3 separate regions of the Pan troglodytes genome follow, and regions 2 and 3 are each linked to region 1. Evidence: chromatin contacts called from public Hi-C and HiChIP or PLAC-seq data. All regions are on one chromosome and are shown on one strand. Each heading gives the region's core, a stretch centred on a gene start, on an enhancer-like site or on the middle of the called end of the contact. The rest is flanking DNA. Distances are from core to core; before and after follow the strand shown.

The links. Hi-C and Micro-C count contacts between places; a contact is called where the count stands out from the background. HiChIP or PLAC-seq counts read pairs in DNA pulled down with a chosen protein or histone mark.
Region 2: an H3K4me3 HiChIP or PLAC-seq map of stem cell-derived excitatory neurons shows a contact between it and region 1, with 12 times the contacts expected there. The contact joins the promoter of NF2 here to the promoter of HORMAD2 in region 1. A contact is called at or near these places in 1 of 7 Hi-C or Micro-C datasets (stem cell-derived neural progenitor cells) and 1 of 1 datasets of contacts at active chromatin or transcription factors (stem cell-derived excitatory neurons).
Region 3: a contact with region 1 is called in a Hi-C map of stem cell-derived neural progenitor cells, with 8 times the contacts expected there. The contact joins the enhancer-like site here to the promoter of HORMAD2 in region 1. A contact is called at or near these places in 4 of 7 Hi-C or Micro-C datasets (blood, induced pluripotent stem cells and stem cell-derived neural progenitor cells) and 1 of 1 other capture datasets (stem cell-derived neural stem cells).

What each region holds. Positions count from the first base shown.
Region 1 is chr23:32,207,971-32,212,392 of NHGRI_mPanTro3-v2.0_pri, reverse strand. It overlaps HORMAD2 (HORMA domain containing 2), which reads right to left and starts at 2,524. Exons shown (of 12, transcript XM_063808134.1): 1 at 2,076-2,524. It overlaps LOC134809720 (a long non-coding RNA gene), which reads left to right and starts at 2,303. Exons shown (of 5, transcript XR_010156102.1): 1 at 2,303-2,439.
Region 2 is chr23:31,736,702-31,741,123 of NHGRI_mPanTro3-v2.0_pri, reverse strand. NF2 (NF2, moesin-ezrin-radixin like (MERLIN) tumor suppressor) reads right to left here and starts at 2,515. Exons shown (of 15, transcript XM_063807670.1): 1 at 1,905-2,515. The coding sequence starts at 2,018.
Region 3 is chr23:31,774,318-31,778,739 of NHGRI_mPanTro3-v2.0_pri, reverse strand. All of the region lies in intron 1 of NF2 (NF2, moesin-ezrin-radixin like (MERLIN) tumor suppressor), which reads right to left. Among named protein-coding and RNA genes, the nearest start is that of NF2, 38 kb to the right of the region's middle. Within about 2 kb of position 2,304, at least 1 of the 24 cell types and tissues checked has an H3K27ac peak or open chromatin away from gene starts, as enhancers often do. A contact at or near this core is called in stem cell-derived neural progenitor cells, where this site is marked.

The sequences.
Region 1 (4,422 bases), core at 1,275-3,774:
CTGGCCTCGAACTCTTGGCATCTCAAAGTTTTGGGATTACACATATGAGACACCACACCACACCTTCAATTGCCCTATTTTATATGGTGGCACAATTACTTCCTATTTTACCCCTACTACGTGTGAGTCCAAGATTCACATAAAGATTAGCCAGCTGCTGTTTAGTTTACTAAGGCCTAAACCACTTTTTTAACCATTCCAAGTGAAGCAAAAGCCAAAGTTTTATTACATTTTCCCAAATATAATCATAGTTGATTTATGAAGGCTCTCTACCCATCTTTCTCAATCTTCAAAAACCATTTTTTACAAGAAAATCCCTTTTCTATCAGGTGAACACTATCCAATAGCTGGATTCTGAAATGCAACTATATTACCTTCCTTACACATGCATGTTGTTAAGAATGGCTTTACTCAAAAGAAGTGTACGTTAACATAAATGGGTTCAATAGATTCCTAAAGCTGGAAGGGAGCACAGACATCTTCCAACCCCTTTGATTTAAAGAAGATCCAATTCTGTGGAGGAAGAATCTTTTTTTCAGCAAATGATGCTGAAACAAAAGGACATCTGGGGGGTGGGGGGAAGAACAGAGAATTAAAAGAAACTTAACCTAAATCTCACACTGTATACAAATATTAATGCAAAATGGATCATGGATTTAAACCTAAACATAAAACTATAAAGAAAAGGGGCCAGGTGCAGTGGCTCACACCTGTAATCCCAGCACTTTGGGAGGCCGAGGTGGGAGGATCACGAGGTCAAGAGATCGAGACTATCCTGGCCAACATGGTGAAACCCTGTCTCTACTAAAAATAAAAAAAATAAAAAAAATTAGCTGGGCGTGGTGGTGCACACCTGTAGTCCCAGCTACATGGGAGGCTGAGGCAGGGGAATCGCTTGAACCCGAGAGGTGGAGGTTGCAGTGAGCTGAGATTGCATCACTGCACTCCAGCCTGGCACAGAGCTCGACTCCGTCTCACAAAAAAAAAAAGAAAAAAGAAAAGTGAGGCTAAGCAAGGGAACTTGGTTTGCCAAAGTTCGCCCAATTACTTAGACCTTCCAACAGAGCTTGCTTCAATAAATTATTCACCATTTTAACAAATTCCATTTGGCCCTGGTAATTCCCCTACCTGTGCTCATTCAGAGAAAAAGGCTTCCACTATATTAATTGAGTATTTGTTCATGCTCTTTTGACTTTTTAATATCTTTTTCATGCTATTTCAATTATTCATTCATTCAACATCTACGAGGCAACTACAATGTGCCAGGCAACAACATGCAGGATTACGAGATGTAAAATACTGTTCCTACCTCAACAGATTGATGGTCCAATGGAGGAGAAATTAGATTATGATCCTGCTGAGATTAAAAACCCCTTTAGGGGCCAGAACCACCCCTCATTTCTACCAGCTGAGTACACGATGTACTGCACAGCCTGTCCAGTGCCCTGCGTACTCGGACACATTTTGGCGACTGGCTAATCCTGAGGTTCAAGACTCTCTCCCTCTGTTTAGGGAACTAAAGTCCATAGGGATTAATTGGCAAATCCTCACTAAAGTGAAAGGGGAGCTGACGTCAAGGGGGGCAGGGTGTCTTGTCCCCACCTCTCTCACCTCTTGGCCTGTACCAGGCATCGATCCTGGCAGAAAACCTCAATGGCTGGGGAGAATCTGACCCAGGTAAGATAAACTTCCCCAAAGCTCCACCACACACGGCCCCCTCCAATGTCGGGCACAGACATCGTCTGCCCTGCCAGCCTCATCATGGCTCATTATGGCTGCTGCTTGCTCAGCAAGTTTGATTTCATGTCCAGAAAAATCTGAATTTCAAAACTACCTGGGTGCTCTCTGTCCAGTTCTGGGGGAAATCGCCTCCCTTTTGCCTTCCTCCTCAGCCCCCTGCCCTCCCGATTCTCTTCACAGTACTTTAGGCCCTCACGAAATATGATACTTTCAAATCCAACTTAAAGCCTTAAGTAATAAGGAAAGAAAAAAAATTGTTTTTTGACATAAAGACAGAACTAACAACGCCCGAGTGCCCTCTCTGGGCCGAGACCTCGCGTCTCAACAGCCCTCACCTCAGCTCGTCGACGCTTCCCTCCCACCGGGGGTCAACGGCCTTTTCCGGCCCAAACCGGCTCCTCGGCTCATGAATAGTCAACGAGGCCTTTCTGGGCGGGACCAGAGGCTTCCTCATGAATAATTCATGACCCGTCCACGGCTAGCCGGGGCGACCGGCCTCGCTAGACTTCATGAATATGCAAAGCAGGGGCGAACGGCGGCTAGCCGGCCCCTAGCCCGCCCGGCCCCTCAGCAGCCGCCTCTCAGCCACGGGCTGCACACTGACCCGACGCGACCTTCGGTCAGGGGCCGCCAGCCTGGGCCACCTATACAACGACAGCCTGCTCTGGGGCTTCCTGAGGAGGTGCCTGCCCCGCCGAGGTTAGGACCCGAGGGACCGTGGGGCTCGGGCGGGCCAGGACGCCAGGCCGGCGGGTCCCAGAGAGGTCTGAGGCGGGCGCGGGGCGGCGTAGGGGAGGGAAGCGAGAGCCTGGGGGGCCCAGGGACCCGAGTTAGAAGAAGGCCCGAGAAGTGCGGCGCGGTGGCTCCACTTGGGATCCCAGCACTCTGGGAGGCTGAGGCGGGCGCGTCACTTGAGGTCAGGAATTCGAGACCAGCCTGGCCAACATGTTGAAAACCCGTCTCTACAAAAAATACAAAAATTAGCTGGGCGAGGTGGCGCGCGCCTGTAGTCCCAGCTACTTGGGAAGCTGAGGCACGAGAATCGCTTGAGCCCAGGAGGCTGAGGTTGCAGTGAGCCGAGATTCCGCCATTGCACTCCAGCCTGGGCGACAGAGCGAGACTCCGTCTCAAAAAAATTTTAAAAAGTACAAAAATTAGCTGGGCCACCTGACGTGCGCCTGTAGTCCCAGCTGCTCGGGAGGCTGAGGTAGGAGGATCGCTTGAGCCGGGGAGTTTGAGGTTGCAGTGAGCCAAGATCGTACCATTGCACTCCAGTCTGGGCAACAGAGGGAGACCCTGTCTCAAAAATAAAAAAAAAGAAAAGAAAGAAAAAAGACATAAGGCCAGAGCTTTCCAATACTTGAGGGCATCTGCAACCTCTTCATCCCTACCCTGGACCTGACTGCATTCTTTTTAACATTAATTTGTAATTATGCAAATAAAACATAAATATATTCTCCTTTGTGCCCTACCCCTAATCTCAGTTTTTTCTGCCCTGGTAACTGTGGGAGCAGTTGGGGGTGTGGCTCCTTGGATCGTTTCTCACCTGTTTAGGTAGATATTTCGTATCCTGTGGTGCTTTCCAAAGGCTCCTGGAGTCCCATGAACCTCCCCAAGGGGATTTCCCAAGAGAGTAGATGAAAGAGTGAGCCAGTTGAAACCTGTTCTTATTTTGTTTCTGCAGGAAAGAAAAAAAAAAACTATTCAAGTTGGCGAGAACATGAGTTTAGAACATAATGACTAAAACTGAAATTTGGGCTGAAATATTCTTTTAGTGCAAGTTTTCTCAACCTTCTCCCCACCCCCACCATCATAACAACCAAAAATTTCTCTAGACTTTGCCAAATGTCCCATGGGGTGTGCAAAATTGCCCTCTGTTGAGAACTACTGCGTTCACCCTATACTTTCCGGAAGTAACTGCTTTTTAAGCTCCAACCACACAGATGGTTTGTCTGCACCAGCCCTTCTCAGCCTCCGCATTTACCAGCCTCTCTGGCTGGATCACTAGGCCCTCTGTGCTGGCTGTTCTAATTTTCTTCTGCCTTCAGATCTGAGCTCAGTCAACTGCTACCATATCCAAAGACTTACCCCTCTCTGCCCTATACTATTGGCAGTCTACCCCACCAGCAAACACAGTTATTCGTTATTCTGTTTCTTTCATAGAATTTCTCTCAATCTAATTTTTTTTTTTTTTTTTTTTGTGAGACAGAGTCTTGCTCTGTCACCCAGGCTGGAGTGCAGTGGCGTGATATTGGCTCGCTGCCACCTCCACCTCCCAGGCTCAAGTGATTCTCCTGCCTCAGCCACCTAAGTAGCTGGGGTTACAGGCATGCATCACCATGCCCGGCTGATTTTTGTATTTTTAGTAGAGATGGGGTTTCACCATGTTGGCCAGGCTGGTCTTGAACTCCTGACCTCAAGCAATCCACCCACCTCAGCCTCCCAAAGTGCTAGGATTACGGGCTTGAGCCCCCAAGCCCAGCCCTGGACTTCATTTCTTTGATAACCTGTTTTGTTTTTTTCTCTCTACCACCTGGAATAAGTAAGTAAGTGTCATCAGAGGCCTGATCTGGCGGAGTCGCCCCAGGATGCCCAGTGCTGGCACACACAGTAGGCACTCAATAGACATTGGTGGACTGAAATTATAAATTACCCTGTTTTCCTCCGAAGAGCTTCTGTGGA
Region 2 (4,422 bases), core at 1,266-3,765, 470 kb after region 1:
ATCACACCATTGCACTCCAGTTTGAGCAACAAGAGCAAAACTCCGTCTCAAAAGAAAAAAAAGGGGAGCTCCAACTTTCAATTGCACTCACACAGGTCTTAACCTCAGCAACAAGTAGCTCTAGGTAGGATGAGAAATGCTGATGTCCTGCTTTTCCCGGGAAGAAAGCATTTGATTGGGAGCTGGGGGAGCACTGCCCGGTATTACAGTTTGCAATAGTCTGGAGTAGAAGCTCCACCTCACTAAGCTAGGAGTGGGTAAGGAGGGAATGATCTTGGTTCAAATACCATATCCTCTCATCTTTCTTACCGAATTTGTAGATTTTCTTGAATAGGTGTTTCTTCATTTGTTGTTTGCCCTCAGGACCATTGCCGGAGGGTTTAAATAGTTGATTTTAAAAAAGAATTTTTGGGCCAGGCGTGGTGGCTGCATCTGTAATCCCATCACTTTGGGAGGCCAAGGTGAGTGGATTGCTTGAGCTCAGGAGTTCAAGATCAGCCTGGGCAACATGGCAAAACCCTGTCTTTACAAAAATTAGCGAGGTGAGGCTGGGCGCGGTGGCTCACACCTGTAACCGCACCACTTTCCCACCACTTTGGGAGGCCCAGGTCGGCTGGTCACGAGGTCAGGAGTTCGAGATCAGCCTGCCCAATATGGTGAAACCCTGTCTCTACTAAAAATAGAAAAATTAGCTAGACGAGGTGGCGCACGCCTGTAATCCCAGCTACCTGGAAGGCTGAAGCAGGAGAATCACCTGAACCTGGGAGGTGGAGGTGGCAGTGAGCCAAGATCGTGCCATTGCACTCTAGCCCGGTGCACTCTGGGTGACAGAGCGAGACTCCGTCTCAAAAAAAAAAAAAAAAATTAGCCAGGTGTGGTGGCACACGCCTGTGGTCCCAGCTACTCGAGAGGCTGACGCAGGAGGACTGACTGAGCCAGGGAGGTTGGTCAGGGTTGCAGTAAGCCATGATCACACTACTGCATGCCAGCCTCGGTGACAGAGTGAGATTCTGTCTCAAAACGAAACAAAACAAAAAAGAATTTTCACCAGTTTTACAGAGGAATGGGTTCCTTAAAGCTGTCATGCTGGAAGCTGATCTTATCTAAGGCTGCTTTTGTGTTACAATGGTAGAGTTGAAGAGTTGAATAACTCCAACAGAGATTCTCTAGTCTACAAAGTTGAAAATATTTACTATGTGGTCCTGTACAGAAAAAGCATGCCAACCCTTGCTTACTGCTGCCAATGCTGCTGGTCCACAAACCACACTTTTAGCAGCAAGAACTTAAATTACTTGAGAAGCAGTACTGTACGGGCTGTGAGCTTGGTTCAAAACCCCACCTTGCCATTTACTAGATAAATGGGTTTGTTCTGAGGATTAAATGTGCAAATGTCTGGCACTTTGAAAGTACTGAACAATTGATAGCTGTTACCATCATGTTGGAAACTATGTGGAAAGTAAGTATGAGATGTTATATCGTTCTTCAAAGGGTTTTTTTTTCCAGAATATGCAAGCTTTAGAAAAGGGAAACAAGTATTGGCTTTCCAATAAACAAGACGCAACTTCTAATACCTGGGTACATAACAATATTACCTAATGAAAGAATAAACTTTCAAGCGTTTAAGCGTAAGCCTAACTTAAGCCTGACACTGAAATCCTGAATTTTCTATCACAGGAGCATCCAGCTTCTTCCAATAACAATGAATGAAAATAACCTTCAGAAAATGCCAAAACCCAAAAGTCCTATGAAAAAAAGCAGCAATCATCTTTAACATGAGGTTTTGGGCCTAGTTGGCCCTTCCGGTTCTGCCCGTCTCTAGCTACACCCATAAGATGATATAAAGAGAACCTCTCGAGCTTCCACCTCGACTGTCACCGCAGCAGTCGGGGCTGCCGGCCGGTTACCTCGCAATTGAACTCCATCTCGGCGTCCATGGTGACGATCCTCACGGTGAACGTCTTGGGTTGCTTCCTCTTGAGAGAGCTGAAGCTCATGCGGGAAGCGATGGCCCCGGCCATGGCGCGGGGCTCAGGCCCGGGACCCTCGCGCCCCACGGCCTGCACTCTGAGCCCTTTAGCCTCCCTGGAGTTGCTGCACAGGCCTCAGGGCCACCATGGTGGCCGGCTGGCCGGCCCGGGAACGGTCTGGGCTGCGCGGGTCCCCAGCGGCCAGCATGGGCCGCGAGGACCCTGCCCGGGCGGAAAGGGGAATTGGGGGGCGGGCCCTGACGGCTGCAGGGAGGGCACAGGAGCCGGGACCTTCGGTGCAGGCGCGACCCGGCACTCCGGGATTCGGGCCGGAGATGCCGAGGACGCCTCGGGACGGGAACCCTAGACGGCAGCGGCCCAGACTCCGCGCGCCTCTCAGCGGCCGACTAGGGTCACGGGGCCGCGCTGCATCGGGCGCGTACGCGCGCGCGTGGCTGTCACCGTCCTCACTCCGCGCGCCCGCGGGAAGCGTACCCTCCCTACAGCCCGGGGCCTGCTCCCGGCCCCGCCCTCAGGTCGCCCAGACCACTACGCGCAGCGCAACCGAACCGGAGGCTGACGCATAGATGCTGCGATTGGCTGGGAAGGCCAAGGTAGGCAGGACTTTCCCGCTCCGTCCCGCCTCCTTTGGGGTGACTCCACCAATGGAAAGTTTCACTCTAACTGCAAAAAAGCAGGCCTGGGCTCGGCGTTGAGTGGCTACAGTGGCAGTCACTCCGAATGCTTTTGTGCCTACTCTAACAAGACTGGTTGAGGCGGCGGACCTCTGCTGGCCTTACCCGGGAAACCACGTAGAGGCTGGATCCGGGGCGCGGGAATTGGGTCCTTCGTTGGCCCAGGGAGGGACTCTTTCGGTTTAAGTAGGCTCCGAGTGTGGCGCCCCAGGGGACTGCGTTTCGGACACACGGCGAATATTCTTCTTTGGCAGTTAATCACATATACCGACCCCTATGAAACTTTCAAGACACTTGTGGAGGCCTGTTAGGTTTGCTGGCACTTTTCCGCCAGATCTCTCTGCTTCCCTTTAGAATTATTATTATTATTATTATTATTATTATTATTATTGGGACGGAGTTTCGCTCTTGTTGCCCAGGCTGGAGTGCAGTGGCGCGATCTCGGCTCACTGCAACCTCCGCCTCCCGGGTTCAAGCGATTTTCCGGCGTCAGCCTCCCGAGTAGCTGGGATTACAGGTATGCGTCACCACGCCCGGCTAATTTTGTATTTTTAGTAGAGACGGGGTTTCTCCATGTTCGTCAGGCTGGTCTCGAACCTCAGGTGATCCGCCCGCCTCGGCCTCCCGAAGTGCTAGGATTACAGGCGTGAGCCACCACGCCCCGCCTATAATTATTATTGGTTATACCTACCTCGTGAGGTTGTTGAATTTCAGCGCACTGAATACATATAAGGCTTTAGAGCTGAGCCTGGCATCCTATGAAATTGCTGAATTTGGGTTGAAAATGAAAGCATTCTTTATTTTATACTCTATGATGCCCATTTTTGAACCATATTCATGTATTATTTATTTAGTGTCATCAAGGGTTCTAACGGGTGTAGGGGGGATAATTACACCTTTCTGTACTTAGATAAATTCTATTTTAAAATAGCTCTTAGTAGTCAAATAGGGACAATTTACTGTGTTTTTTCATTTGTTTTTTGTTTTGAGACAGAGTTTCACTCTTGTTGCCCAGGCTGGAGTACAATGGGGCGGTCTCGGCTCTCTGCAACCTCCGCCTCCCGGGTTCAAGCAATTCTCCTGCCTCAGCCTCCCCAGTAGTTGGGATTACAGGCGCCCGCCACCACGCCCGGCTAATTTTTGTATTTTTAGTAGGGACAGGGTTTCACCATGTTAGCCAGGCTGGTCTCAAACTTCTGACCTCAGGTGATCTGCCCACCTTGGCCTCCCAAAGTGTTGGGATTACAGGCGTGAGCCACCGCGCCCGGTCTACTGAGTTTTAACAACAATAATCACCCCATAAATGTTAGTTAACATTAGCATCACCCCCCCACTCCACAGGTGAAGATACTGAGAGATATGATAGAGCCACTCGCTGACTATAATGCAGATAGTGAAAGGCAAAGCTAGGACTCAAACCCAGGTCTGTCCCACCCAGAGCCTGCTGGTTAGCACTGTGCTGCCCTGCTTCCAAATTCTCCCTACTACAGCCTCAGGAAATGTGAATTACAGTTCCAGAGTACTCAGCAGACATTGTTGCTGTAACGGTATATTAATGGAATAAATCTAGTTCTTCTGCACGGACCCCTGCTGTTCCTGGTAGCACCGGCCAGGCTTCAGGAATGATTTGCTGCCACACCCAGTGAGGCTGCTGTGGGGACTTTATGTCCTGCCTTCTGCTAGCAAATTCTCCCCACCAAAACTGATTGTTCAGGGCAGTATGGGCTTGGCATGGGAGTGTCTTCATTATCATTGCTTCA
Region 3 (4,422 bases), core at 1,055-3,554, 430 kb after region 1:
TGTTTGTGGTCAACTCTGAGGCCAACTCTGCAACCACTCCTGGGCAAGTTCTCTCAGAACTGGGGGGTAGCCTTGACTGATGTACCTGTAAGAAGAATAAATGTTGTGTGATCTCCTGAACCAGCTCCTCTTCAGCATTCTCAGGATAAAATTTGGCCAAGAAGTGAAAGGTGACTGGTTCTTCCTTTGAAACATCATGATCCAGTACCTGCAGAATTGCAGAGCAAAAGACAAACACACTATATTGGCACTTCTTCCTCCTGTGCTACCCTCAAAGAAGCCTTTGCAAGGTGTGCATTAAATTTTTTTCCCACTAAATTTATCACATTTCCTGAAAGTTGTGATTCCACAGTTTGAAGTATTCACAAAGTCACCTATAGCAAGAGGTAATATTCACTTCCTATGGTGTTTCTGAAACAAATTAATAGCCCCAAGAAGTGAGCAGAGCTAGGATTAAGGCATAAATGTTCTCAGGGCCACAGAATAGTTAAAAACTAGAAATGTATCACTCAGCAGTCTTGGACACTGTCCTTTATGGTAGGTGGAAGGTTTTTTAATTATCTGAAGTAGTGGAATCTTCCTTTATTTCTTTTTTCTTGGTGCCTACTGCCAATATTTAGGTCCGTGATAGAATACGGCTTAGAACGCTGGGCGCGGTGGCTCACACCTATAATCCCAGCACGCTGGGAGGCCACAGCGGGTGGATCACCTGAGGTCAGGAGTTCAAGACCAGCCTGGCCAATATGGTGAAACCCCATCTGTACTAAAAATACAAAAAATTAGCCAGGTGTGGTGGTGGACACCTGTAATTCCAGCTACTCGGGAGGCTGAGGCAGGAGAATCTCTTGAACCCGGGAGGTAGAGGTTGCAGTGAGCCGAGACTGCGTCATTGCACTCCAGCCTGGGCAACAAGAGCAAAACTCTGTCTTAAAAAAAAAAAAAAATACAGCTTAGAGATGATGAACTAGATCATTATGAAGTCATCCAAACATTAACTGAGCAACAGAATAAAATGTGTCCATCATGGCAACCCTTTGTTTCAAGGAACCTCCAGAGATGCCCCACAAAATACTTGAAGCACAGTCTGTAAACCACTGCCTTTAAATCTTCTAACAATTCCATTCACCCCTGTAAAGCTTGAACCATCTGCTCTCCAGAGTGAATTTCAAGACATAAACACGCCATGTGACAGGCTACAAGGCTCCATTAACATGTGTCATGATGTATTTCCCTTGAGCAGCAAGTTCCACGGCTCCTGATGCCCCCAGTCTAATATCCATTTGGCCTACACTCAGCTATCATTAAAATTCACTTTGCTAAGAATCATGAAAAACATACAAAAAGTTTTGCTGTCTTTGACACATAACTCTCCATGCTCCTGCCCAAATTCTAGATGGCAATGCCAAGGAGATTCAAAATCTGGTCTACGACACCCTCACTGACAGTGGCCCCCAGTGGCACTTAGATGCTCATGATCATTGGGAATTACCATTGAACTTACAACCAGCAGGGATTCCCATGTGATTATTTAGATTACAGTGTACATATGTGAACACAATTCGAACACTTAAGCTTTGAGTCAAACTGATAAAAAAAAAAAAATAGGAAGCTTTCATTATTTATTATGCTCAGGTAGGCAAGTGGAGGGGGCATCATTTGGGGTAAGAATTAGACATTGACTTACTTTGAAGTTCAGGTGTCTTTTAGGAGTTACTGACAAAAGCATATGGTCCTGCTCCCCGCCTGCCTTTCATGGCTAGGTAGGCAGGTCAGTAAGCAAGTGTATCCTTGTGTGAACATATGAACCCATGCAGAGGGCAGTTCCTTTAGACAATATTCATTTCCAAGCCACATTAAAATTGCCAGGAGCCCAGCTTTCTTGGCCATGTGTCAGAAGCCCCAGAGAATCCTGAGGACAAAATGGACATTCTTTCACCCTGGGGACCAGGCACTCTCTATTCCTTAGATCATATTAATGATTACTTCATGTCAGACTATGGTGTTCCTCAAAAAGACTTTTAAAAATTCCCTAAAGAACACAAGCCCCAATACTCTCTAAAAGACACAAATTGGTTATTTTTAAGTATATGAAGATAACAGTAATTTTTATTCATGAAGTTTTTATTCATAAACTGAAAGGCATAAAGCCAGAAGCAATCAGGCTGGTAACAATGGGTAAAGAAGCCAGGGCCAGCAGCAGTCTAATCCTGGTAACTTCTGCTTGCCCAGGAGAGCCTGTGAGGAGTAGGAAACTGGTAGCATCTCTACGTCCTGCTTTCTGCATGACTTAATTCAGGAATGTGCCCCCTTCTCTACTATACAGCTACAGCGCCCCAGTGATGAGCTAGGCGCCTGCTCAGGGAAAAACTGGAAAGCTCACGTCAGCCCCACCAGTTTCATCGAGTTCTAGCCCAACCTTCTTGTCCATTTTGAGCCAGGCCACTGTGTCCTTGATTGTGTACTGCAGTCCAAAGAACCAGGTTTCTCGGAGCCCCAGAGTCCGGCACACCAAATCAAAGAGGTCCTTCCCTTTCCACTTCATCTGCAATAACAAACCAATGGGGAAGGACACTGTGAGCAAAAATCATTAATAAAACCTTTTCTCTGCACTCTCCACTCTCAGGTTCCAAAACGTGGGGATGACACTAAGATAGCTGATGAGGACTGAATTCCTAAATAATTTTAAAGCTTCCTTTACAAACCCATGAGTGGGAAAATACCAATTAGAGCTTAATGGCTTAATCACTGCAAAGCATACACAATACATCCCTTGGACAGTTCCTTACGGATTTTAACATCCCCAAAGCTGCTAATTTAGGAAAGCTGGTAAATAAGCATCCTCATTTAGGAGAGTCTAGCCTCTTAAGTTAACTCGGGGAGATGGCTAGCTTCTAGGGACATTCATTCCCTTGAAATTTTGTTGTTGATTTTTTTTTTAAATCATTACTTTGCCCTTTGATAAAAGGCTAGTATTCCTTTAAATAAGACTGGTTTTACTACAAGTTTTTTTTTAATATAAAGAAATTATAATCAAAGTCATAAATCATGGAGAAAAAGAACCATGAGAGACCAGACAGTCCAATCACAGGTCTGTCCTGTCGAGGATGCCTAACTGAGGCCAAAGGGGAAGCTACTCACCCAGTCACCCAGAGCAAATTCAAACTCCTGGTATCTAAACCCAGGTGATGAAAAGACATCAATATACTGTAGTGTGTTTATCCTATAGCCTCACTTTCAAAAGAACCTGAAGCAATGGCTACTAATCTCTTTTCTCAGCTATTCCATCTGCTATGTGGAAAAGCAAGTTCAATGTCTTAAGGGAAGAGAATGGCTGGCAGCTTAGTAAATGTTGCCACCTAGTGGCTTTCAAGTTAAACCACCAGGATGTTCCCATACAACCCCTTAGTTGCTGCTTGCCCCCTCCTTGCCCCAACCACCCCTAAATATCAGATGGACATTCAAATACAAACTCGAGTGCATTAGGATCATATGAGATGCATCATAGAAATGGTGGTCATGAAAGAGTAATCTTTCGACAGACATGGGAAAAATGAGACCACTCAATTGCAGAAGCATCCGTCCCTTCCTGCCCTCATTAGAAATCTCCACTCAAAGTCTTGGCACACTGAAGATGTATAATGAAAAGGAATGAAAAAAATTCTTAGGCAGCCGGGCGCGGTGGTTCACACCTGTAATCCCAGCACTTTGGGAGGCTGAGGCAGGCGAATCATGAGGTCAGGAGATCGAGACCATCCTGGCCAACATGGTGAAACCCTGTCTCTAGTAAAATACTAAAAAATTAGCCAGGTGTGGTAGCGCATGCCTGTAGTCCCAGCTACTCGGGAGGCTGAGGCAGGAGAATCACTCGAAACCGGGAGGCGGAGGTTGTAGTGAGCCGAGATCATGCCACTGCACTCCAGCCTGGCGACAAAGCAAGACTCCATCTCAAACAAACAAAAAATCTTAGGGTTTAGAGACTTGCTATAAAACCAAGAAGGGAAAAAGAAGTTAGACCTCTGATACCTGATTGGTTTTTGCTAAAACCTGATTCTACAGGGGAGTTTTCAAGTAGGCTTTTCATTTTTAACACATATGAATGAACAGTGGGTTCTCTACAAGGTACTCAACAGGAAAGCCCATTCCTTCTCTGTGTTTGCAGTCAAAGTCAAGCAAAGCAGCAACCTAGATGGAAGAATATCAGGACCACAGCAGACAAGTAGCTGAGATGCATACTGGCTTTTATCTTTTAGCAGGGCCGTTTCTCCTATCTGTCCTTCAACTTCTGCCCTGTCTCCTCTCTGACTATAGTGGGGCCACTGGAACACTATAAAGATTGAGGTCTTTAGGGATTATTTTGAGAAGAATAAAAGAAAATGATGAGTTTTATTTTTAACAGATGATCTCCTTCCTCGTTTTTAAGGC